Linked DNA regions of Oryctolagus cuniculus: region 2 is linked to region 1. A link is a contact called in public Hi-C data. All regions are on one chromosome and are shown on one strand. The core of a region is the stretch at or near the end of the contact, and the rest is flanking DNA. Distances in the headings are between cores, read along the strand shown. Region 1 has its middle 190 kb from the start of ZNF438. Region 2 has its middle 75 kb from the start of ZNF438.

Region 1 (4,431 bases), core at 1,143-3,642:
CTCCCCAACCTCGGGAACCCCCAAATCAGGCCCTGCACGGCCCTTGGAGACAGTTGGAGGTGCAAACACGCAGCGCGCCCCCATCTGCCCACCGCCAGCCTCACAGGATCCAGGCCCTGGGTGCAGGTCCTTGCTTGCACCATGTTCTCTTCCACTGCACCCCCCCCCCAAACCAGGCCAACTCCCCTGTCCCATGTGACAGAATGAGAAAGCACCATTCGCTCATGTCCCCACTGGCCCACGAGGCCCCAGAGCGTGTGGTCCTAACAGCACTCTGTGGACACAGATGGGCAAGACCCACGCGCACACGGGTGCCCACCTAAGCATGGGCAGGTGTACACGCACACACACACACCCCCACATACACCCTCACACACATGACATCCCAAACACTCTACGCACATTCTCCACACATACTACACACACACTCCAACATGCATGTCAAAAAATATGACAGAAAAAAACATTTAAAAATATTCAGGATGGCTGGCTTTGAGGTAGAGTGGGTTAAGCTGCCACCTGCCATGCCAGCATCCAATATGGGCACTGGTTCAAGTCCTGGCTGCTCCACTTTCTGATCCGGCCCCCTGCTGCTGCGCCTAGGAAAGCAGTGGAAGATGGCCCAAGAGCTTGGGCTCCTGCACCCACGTGGGAGTCCTGGATGGAGTTCCTGGCTCCTGGTGTTTACCTGGCTCAGCCCTGGCCATTGCAGCCATTTGGAGAGAGAACCAGCAGATGGAAGATCTCTCTCTCTCTCTCTCTCTCTCTCTCTCCCCCTTTCAAATAAAAAAAATAAATTTTAAAGCAATATTCAGGGGTGAGTGAGTGGTGTAGACGTTAAGACACCGCTCAGCACACCTGAGCCCCGTATCTGAGCGCCCAGGTCTGAGTCGAGCTCTGGCCCCTGACTCCAGCCTCCCCTGAGCACACCCGGGGACGCAGCAGGTGAGCCGGTGATGGCTCAAGCACGTGGGGCCCTGCCACACTGAAGAGCGCCTCGGGTTGAGTTCTGAGGTCCTGGCTTCCGCCTGGCCAAGCTCCAGCTGTGGCAGCCATTTGGGGAGTGAACCAACAGAGGTGGCACCTGCCGTCAAGCGGGTGTCTGGCGGCCGGCACGTATGAGCGGACCAGCAGCAGAAGCCTCGGTGGTTTCTCGCCGAATTCTGCCGGTTCCTGGAGGGCTGCTGCAAGTTTGGCCGTGAGCCTCACTCTCACCTGCTGTGAGGACCCCCTCCCCTCTCCTTGGTGGAGCCAGGAGAAGGAGGGAGCCCCTGGCCTCGGGTCACCTGGCGGGCCATGATGTGAGCAGGGAGTCGCCCGCCGGTTGAAGCCGCTTTGATGCTACAGTCGCCACATCCCCGCGAACCTCTTTAATGAACCCGCTTTCTCACGGGCAAGCCGAACCAGGATTCTGAACACCCCAGGCCATCTGACCAAGACTCAGGTGTGGGTGTGGCAGCCACACTGGACACTGGACCCAGCTGAGACCTCAAAAAATAACAGAAGGCAGACACACAGAGACCGTCCATCTGCTGGTCCACTCCCCAAATGCCTGCTGCAGCTGGAACTGGGCACGCTTTCTCTAGCTTGCCTAAGCTCGTTCAAGGTGGTTTGTAACATGGGAACCGGATGCAGCGCCTGCATCCCATATGGGTGCCTGTCCAAGACCCAGCTGCTCCTCTTCCCATCCAGCTCTCTGCCATAGCCTGGGAAAGCAGTAGAAGATGGCCCAGGTCCTTGGGCCCCTGCACCCATGGGGGAGACCTAGAAGAAGCTCCTAGCTCCTGGCTTTTGCCCAGCCCAGCCCTGGCTGATGCACCCATTTGGGAAGTGAACCAGCGGATGGAAGATCTCTGTCTGTCTCTCCCTCTTTCTGTAACTCTGCCTTTAAAAATAAAAAAAAATAATAATAATAAAAAGTTTGCTCCCTACACTGCGGGCTGGTCAGGAGATGGGAACCTCAAACGCCTTCCCGTGGAAGTAGGAGAAGAATTAGGGCAGAGGGAGAGGGCTTGGCGCCCCGTGGACAGCTCAGCACCGGCAGTCTCTCCTGCCCTGCAGCCTCACGCCAGCTACAGCGGGCCGAGGGCGCAGAGGCCCCGGCAGGAGCCGCGGGGAGGAGCCAGCGCCCAGGGCGGCCTCGGGCGGGCGGGCCGCGGGAGCAGCTGCAGAGGCCGCGCCGCGCAGGGGAGACGCTGGGGGGGAGGGGGGGTGTCGGGCCCCCGGGGCAGCCGGGGCAGCCCTGTCGGCCGGGCCTTTCAGAGTTAATTAGGCCTCATGAATATGGATGGTACCGCCGACTTAATAGGGTGCAGGGGTCGTGGCCCGACCCGGCGAGGCGTGCGCAAAGAGAAGCCGGCTCTTCCCAGCTCGCTCCCCCTGCGCGCCCCGGGGGGAGGCGGGCACGCAGTCCCCGGGGCCACCGTGCCCAGGCCTGGTCCCCCTGCCTCGGAGTCCCACGGGTCCGGCCGTCCCGAGGTGCGCGCCCAGGGGAGCGGTGGCTTCTTCCTGACACGTGGCAATCGCAGCCGCCGGGACGCAGCCCCGCACCCGCTTAGGAGCCAGGAGGGCGCGCGCGCAGCCTGCAAAGGCCACCCCAGCCGGCCAGGGCGAGGGCGCGGACGGACCGGGCGGCCTCTGCAGCTCCTTCCTGCCCAGGTTCCTCTCCCAGCGCCGCGGCACGAAGCCCGGAGCCCGGAGCGAGCAAGTCACCAACTCCGGCCAGGGCGCCGCGCACAAAGCGCCCTGCATGCAGTCCCGCTGCGCGCTGCGGGGCGGGGGGCTCTGAGCCCGTCGTGGTCCACACCGCCCCCTGGTGGCCCGCAGCCGTCTGCACGCGCCGCCTCCTACCGCTGTCCTGGAACCCCCCCAAGGAGCTTCGTAGGTTAGGGGGGCGACCGCTCCCACGTCTTGTCCCTGGCCTGGGCTATAAAGACAGGGGCCCCGAAGCTCCTGGGCTAAGACATTCCAGAATTACAGGTCCAGGCCTTGGATGCAAGGCTCAGCTCCCCGTTAAATGGAGTGGTCTGGGAATGTGTAATTTGGGGTGAACCTAGAGGGGTGCGATGGGGAACAAAGGCAGGAGGCCCACCCTGAGGGGCCAGAGCCAGACTGTGGCCCAGGCCGGGCTCCTTAGCTCAGTGGCACCAGGAGCAGGTCGGGTGTTGGTTCTTAGGAGGTCATGGGTGCCTGGGAGGAAGCCCTCAGACTGGACCTGGATGGCGGCTGTGACTCCTCTCACTGTGGCCCGCGGCTGGCCTCACGGTGACCGTCTTCCCTGGCCCCTGTGTGCCCAGCCCGGACAGTCAGCAGCCAGCTGTGGGAACCTGAGCCCTGTGAGCCCTGTGTCCTCCTGGCGGCTGCCTAGGCAGCGCGGGGAGGGTGGACAAGGGCTTACGGCCCCAAGTGTTAACCTGGGTAAGATGACCCAGCCTGCGAAACCAAATATTTGCACACTCCCTCTGCACCCTCCCCCCCACCTCCCCTCCAGCCACCACCTGGCCACCAGATCTGTCCATCAGGCACAAGGGTCACTGTGCACCATGGGGATTTCTCCCAAGCTGCACCCCCTTCCCACGATGGCCAGCCTCTGCTGCCGCCTCCAGGAAGGCCCCCATTGGACACGCACAAACCATCTCCGTGGCGTAGAAGAAACCCTGTTCCCTGGAGGCGGCAGCTCTGGGCCCCTCCCAGGAGACTGTATGGATCCCATGCTGCTCATTCCCTAAATGAGGAGCTGTCTGAGCCCACCAGGAGGGGTGGCGGTGAAAGCGACACTTCTAGAAGCTTCTTCGTGCTCTCTCCCCCACCCAGCACTCCCCACTTTTGTCCCTCCTCTCTGGCCCTGGAACTGTGGAATTGCTTGGTCTCCCCGAGGCAGGATAATAATAAACCGAGGTATTGCAAGGGCCACCCCCTGCCCGGCTGCCTTCGGTTTCACTGGGGTCGCCCTGTCGGCTGAGCACTCCTCTGGGTCTCCCTGCTTGACTTTCTGGAAAATGGGAGAATGTTCCCAGAGACGGGGGACTTGGAAAATGCGAGACCTCGAAGTCTTTCTCCCAGCCCCAAGCCCCAGATCCCTGGGTAAGCACCTGGAGCCGCAGCCCTGGCTGGAGGAAGCCGCTTGTTTCCAGAATTAGCATCATCTTGGGCTCCCCTTTAAGTAAATCACCATCTCAATACGTTTTTATTCCTGTTGCATTTCTACCCCCCCCCCCCAAATTCCTGCTGCTGGTACCGTGCCAGAATGAGCTATATAATGATGTTGCTTAACAGCAACTGTGCTATCCTGTGTTGTTGACAGTAAAATAAATTAACATAATAAACGTCGTTTGCCTGGAAAAAAAAAAAACAGCTCAGGCAAAGCAGATGGCGAACACGTTTTGGTGGGACCTGTTGGTCCAAGCTTGCGCGGCTGCTATGACGCGTGCG
Region 2 (4,304 bases), core at 1,407-3,906, 260 kb before region 1:
GGCACGTGGGGACGACAGTTTCCAGTGTTTGATGCTCCACCCTCCCCCACCTGTAAAAGAGCAGCCACAAAGGGCGATGAAGAGGCTGAGCTGAGGCTTCTTTTTGTGGTTTTACTTTTGTTCTGGCAAACCTAGCAACACTGGGAGAGAAAGAGAGAGAGAGCATGGGAAACGGATTCTTGACTAACTGACATCTTGGAGAACAGGCGGAGGGAAGGGGCGAAGGCTTTGCCTTTGATGGAGCTGGAACACACGGGACCATTTCAATGGCATCAAGGGCCTGGCTAGCCTTCGCCCACGCAGGACATTCCAGGGTAGTGTAACACCGTGCCGTTAAGTATGCCGCTGGAATAAAAGCATGTTCTGGATGACTTCTGGCTTTAACTTGGAGTTTCTGTCTCCTTGGCTTCCAAAAAGAACTCACCCCCGCCCCTGAAGTTCTTAACTTGTGTTTCAACAGCCCTTGTAGCTGTATAACTGTGATACAAACAACCTGGCCATGAAGAAAAGCTGCATGACATGGAATATTCTGGAAAAAAATTCTGGACCCTGGGTTTCTGCTCTGGAGTGGGACGGTAGAGGCTTCGGGTAGCATCAAGCAGGAGTTCCAGGCTGCGACCTCATTGCCCCCCTCATCAGCCTGTGACCTTGGTGAGTCCTTGACCTCTGGGTCTGTAGAAAGGGACCTCAGCCGTACCTGCCCGGAGGGCTCTTGTGAGCATAACCCACGAGACCACGAAAGGTCGGCCCGGAGAAGGACCCTCCCTTTCTTTCCCAGACCTGAATAACCGAGTCTGGCTCTACCAACCCAGAACAGGAAAGGACAGAAACAAAAAAGCAAAAGTTAGTTTTGCCTGGATGACCTGCACACGGGCTCACCGTCCTTTGGTTTGCAGCCACGTGCTGCTTCCAAGTTCCTGAGAGGCAACGCCATGAGAACTCGGATCTGTTCTGCAGGACTCCGTAAACTGAGATGGAGTCGAGTTTTATAAGCAGAAAACTCTGATTACAAAACAAGATGGTCAAGGAGCGATGCTGTCTTCCCAGCCAGGGAGGAGTTGCTCACCAGAGGGAGTTTGATGGCAAAACCTCTGTCCACTCCCCGGGAGCCAGGCCAGGAACCCTGTGCTAGAGCAGGGGTGGACAGGATCAGCATGACCGCTTGGTTCTTCTTATAAAAATACTCATGTATTTGGAAAGGCAGAGTTACAGACAGAGACAGAGTTCTTCCATCTGCTGGTTCACTCCCACAACTGCCAGTGCTGGGCCAGGCCAAAGCCAGGAGCCAGGAGCTTCCTCCAGGTCTCCCATGTGGGTGGCAGGGGCTCAAGCACTTGAGCCATTTTCTGCTGCTTTTGCCATTAGCAGGGAGCCGGATCGGAAGTGGAGCAGCCGGGACAGAAACCGGCGCCCATATGGGATGCTGCATGGCAGGTGGAGGCTTCACCGGCTACCCTACAATACTGGTCCTTCTTCTTTTTAAAAAATCTAACAGTGAGGCATAGGGATAGAGAGACAGGGAGGGAGGGAAAGGGAGATGGAAGGAAGAGGAGGGAGAGAGACAGAAAGAGAGACAAAGAGAGATCGGTCCCATGCCCTGGCTCACCGCTGACATACACGGATAATAGCCAGGGCTGTGCCAAGCCACAGCCAGAATCCATGACTGGGGGCCCCAATCCAGCCCCCCCACCATGTGCTGGGCAGAAACAGCTGGCTGAGCCACCACCTGCTGCCTTCCAGGGTCACCGAGCAGGAAGCTGGCATGGATCAGGAGCAGAGCCAGGGCTCAAACCAAGTACTCTGATAAAACAGGATGTAGGAGTCCCTAACGAGGTCTTATCTGTTGGTGCGGAAGCTACCCAGGTCCTGTTGGGTTCTTTTCCAAGCTGAGGAAGTGGCAATTCAGGCGGCTACAGCCATGGAGAGGTGTCGCCTGCACACACACACACACAGAGGCTGTGCTCATGTGGGAACGTCAACCTGCCAGCACAACAGAACTAAAAAAAAGGGCCTTTAGTGGCTACAGATGAGAACACGCATACTTTGGTGTATCCTCTTTTATTATGGAATTGTATCGGCTCCCTGTAGACAGGGCAGTCTGAGCTCAGGCATAAAGTTACATTTTAATTTTTCCCTTTCTCCCGGGTGATTTTAGCATTGAACCTGACCCTCTGACCGGCCCATCTTAGTGGTTTTTTTTTTTGGGGGGGGGAGATAGTTGTTGGCTTTTTTCCCCCTCCAACTCACCTGCAAACCTCTGCTGGCTGTTTATCCTAGACTCTTGGTCCACTGCTGTTCACAGCTGGGAACATAAACAGGAAGCTGGTGTTTAGGTGGGAGTTCCCAGGAATTTTATACCACTGACCACACAGGCCAAGAGAGAAAGGAAGTAGGAAAAACTCAGTAAATACCTGGGTGACTAAGGACTGTGGAGCTCAGCTGGCTTTTCTGAACATGGAAAGGGGAGGTCTCTTCCAGGGGAAAATGCAAGAGCCCCGCACGCGGCCGGCTGGGTTTCCTGGCGCGTTCCTGGCGATCCCACCCACCCCATAACCCTCCCAGGGAAGTGCCCGCATCTGCATGCGTGGTGCGCACGTCCAGGCGTCAAGGCCCGGGCCGCCCTGCTCTTTGCTCGCAGGCGCCTAAGAGGATTGGGAATCCAGAGGGCACATGGGCACCGCCTCGTCTGGTCCCCGGGGGCCGCTGCCCGCGCCGCATTGTGCGCGGGGCCGGCCTTTCTTAGCAGCCCCTCGCGCTCCCTCCTGGCCGCCGCCTCGCCTCCTCCTCCTCCTCCTCCCCCACCGCCACGCAGGCTGCGTCCTCCCCAGCGGCCCCGCTCCCTTTCCAACTCCGAGGCGCGCGCAGGGCTCGAGGCTGGCCATCTGCACCGGTGAGATTGACAGCCGGCGCGCAAGGTCATCGCCTCCACCCTTTCTGCCCGAACAGCAGGCCACCCAGGCCTCGCCAGCAACAGGGACATCTGCTCCCCTGCATTCCCAGCGCCGCTTCTCATTTCAACAGAGCCCCCTCGCTGCGCGCCCCGCGCGGGCTCTGGGGGCGGCAGCGCGGGGAGGGGCCGCGCAGAACCCCCCAGCACCGGAGAGGCGCGCAGCTGAGGCCCCGGGCTGGCGGGGGCGGGGGGGGGGGGGAGGCGTCACGTGGCCCGGTGACGTCACGCCGGGAGGGGCGGGTGGGCGGGGTGGGCGCGGCGGCCCTGGCGCCCGGGGCGCAAGGCTGTGTCCGCGTCTGCCCTGGCCCGCGCGGCGCTGGCCGGGGAGGCCGCGCCTGGGGGAGCTGGGGCTGGGTCCCCCGGCGTCTGGACAGGTGGATTTGGGGCTTCAGGCGCGAGAGAGCAGGTGAATAATAGGCAGCCAGAACCAGGCACCCAGCTCTGAGCTGCCTGGTCCCTGGCCTGGTAGATTTTTTTTTTTTAAAAAGACAGCTTTGCAGAGCCCGCCTGGACTCTTGATGTGGGCGCCCTCACGTCCTCGCCCTGCCTTTTCTTGCTTGGCATTCGGGTCTGTGGCTGAGCGAGTTGCCCCGCTGCTGGGCTCTCACCCCTAGATCCTGAACCGGCACACACACAGGCTACTCAGGCTCGCGTCCGTGGCATGAACACCAAGGCTGGCATAAGTGACAGCAGGGACGTGAGGGCCGAGCGCTGGGTCCCGCGGTCCCCTCTTCTCCCCCACGCAGAGGGCTTGCTGTGTGCGTGGTGTCAGACAATGGACCTGCGCAAAGCAGGGAGGAGACCCCAGGCCACAGGGTCCTCCTGACTGCGTGCCGGCTGTGGCGCCCGAGGGCGCCTGGTGACAGATAACAAAAATCCGTGTCCAGAGGTTGGATACGCTTACATCTGAGGGGTCTTCAAAATGTTCCGCGGGAAAAAAAAATGCTTATTAAGAAAAAAAAAAAAAAACTATGCATGGATTTCAAAACTTTTGTTTGCTCCCAAAGAAACTTAATTCCACATGCCAAGGAACGGTTTGAAGTGCAACAGGTAACAACAGGAGGGTCCTGAACCCAGCCTCTGGGGACCAGGAGGGTTGTGGCAGTGAGCAGAGCCTGCCTTACCCACCCGGGTCCCTCTGCACCCCCTGCCCCCTCGGCCAGCCTCCTGTGAGGAGTCACTGGCCGGGTACTCACTTCCACAAGACAAGGTTTTCCTGTAAAGAATCCCATGGCTCTTTGTGATCAATGCAGGTGCAGCTTCTAGAGCCAAAATTCCCAAACCGGCCTCCTGGGGTGCCGGTCAGGGGTGGACTGTATGCACCGGACAGCGGGCCTGGGCCGTGGGGTTCCTA

Evidence for each region. A called contact is a pair of places that touch in the nucleus more often than the background predicts.
Region 2: a contact with region 1 is called in a Hi-C map of skin fibroblasts, with 1.9 times the contacts expected there. The contact joins two enhancer-like sites. A contact is called at or near these places in 2 of 6 Hi-C or Micro-C datasets (psoas muscle and skin fibroblasts).

What each region holds. Positions count from the first base shown.
Region 1 is chr13:101,462,177-101,466,607 of mOryCun1.1, reverse strand. No RefSeq gene overlaps it. Among named protein-coding and RNA genes, the nearest start is that of ZNF438, 190 kb to the left of the region's middle. Within about 2 kb of position 2,392, at least 4 of the 8 cell types and tissues checked have an H3K27ac peak or open chromatin away from gene starts, as enhancers often do.
Region 2 is chr13:101,727,328-101,731,631 of mOryCun1.1, reverse strand. No RefSeq gene overlaps it. Among named protein-coding and RNA genes, the nearest start is that of ZNF438, 75 kb to the right of the region's middle. Within about 2 kb of position 2,656, at least 6 of the 8 cell types and tissues checked have an H3K27ac peak or open chromatin away from gene starts, as enhancers often do.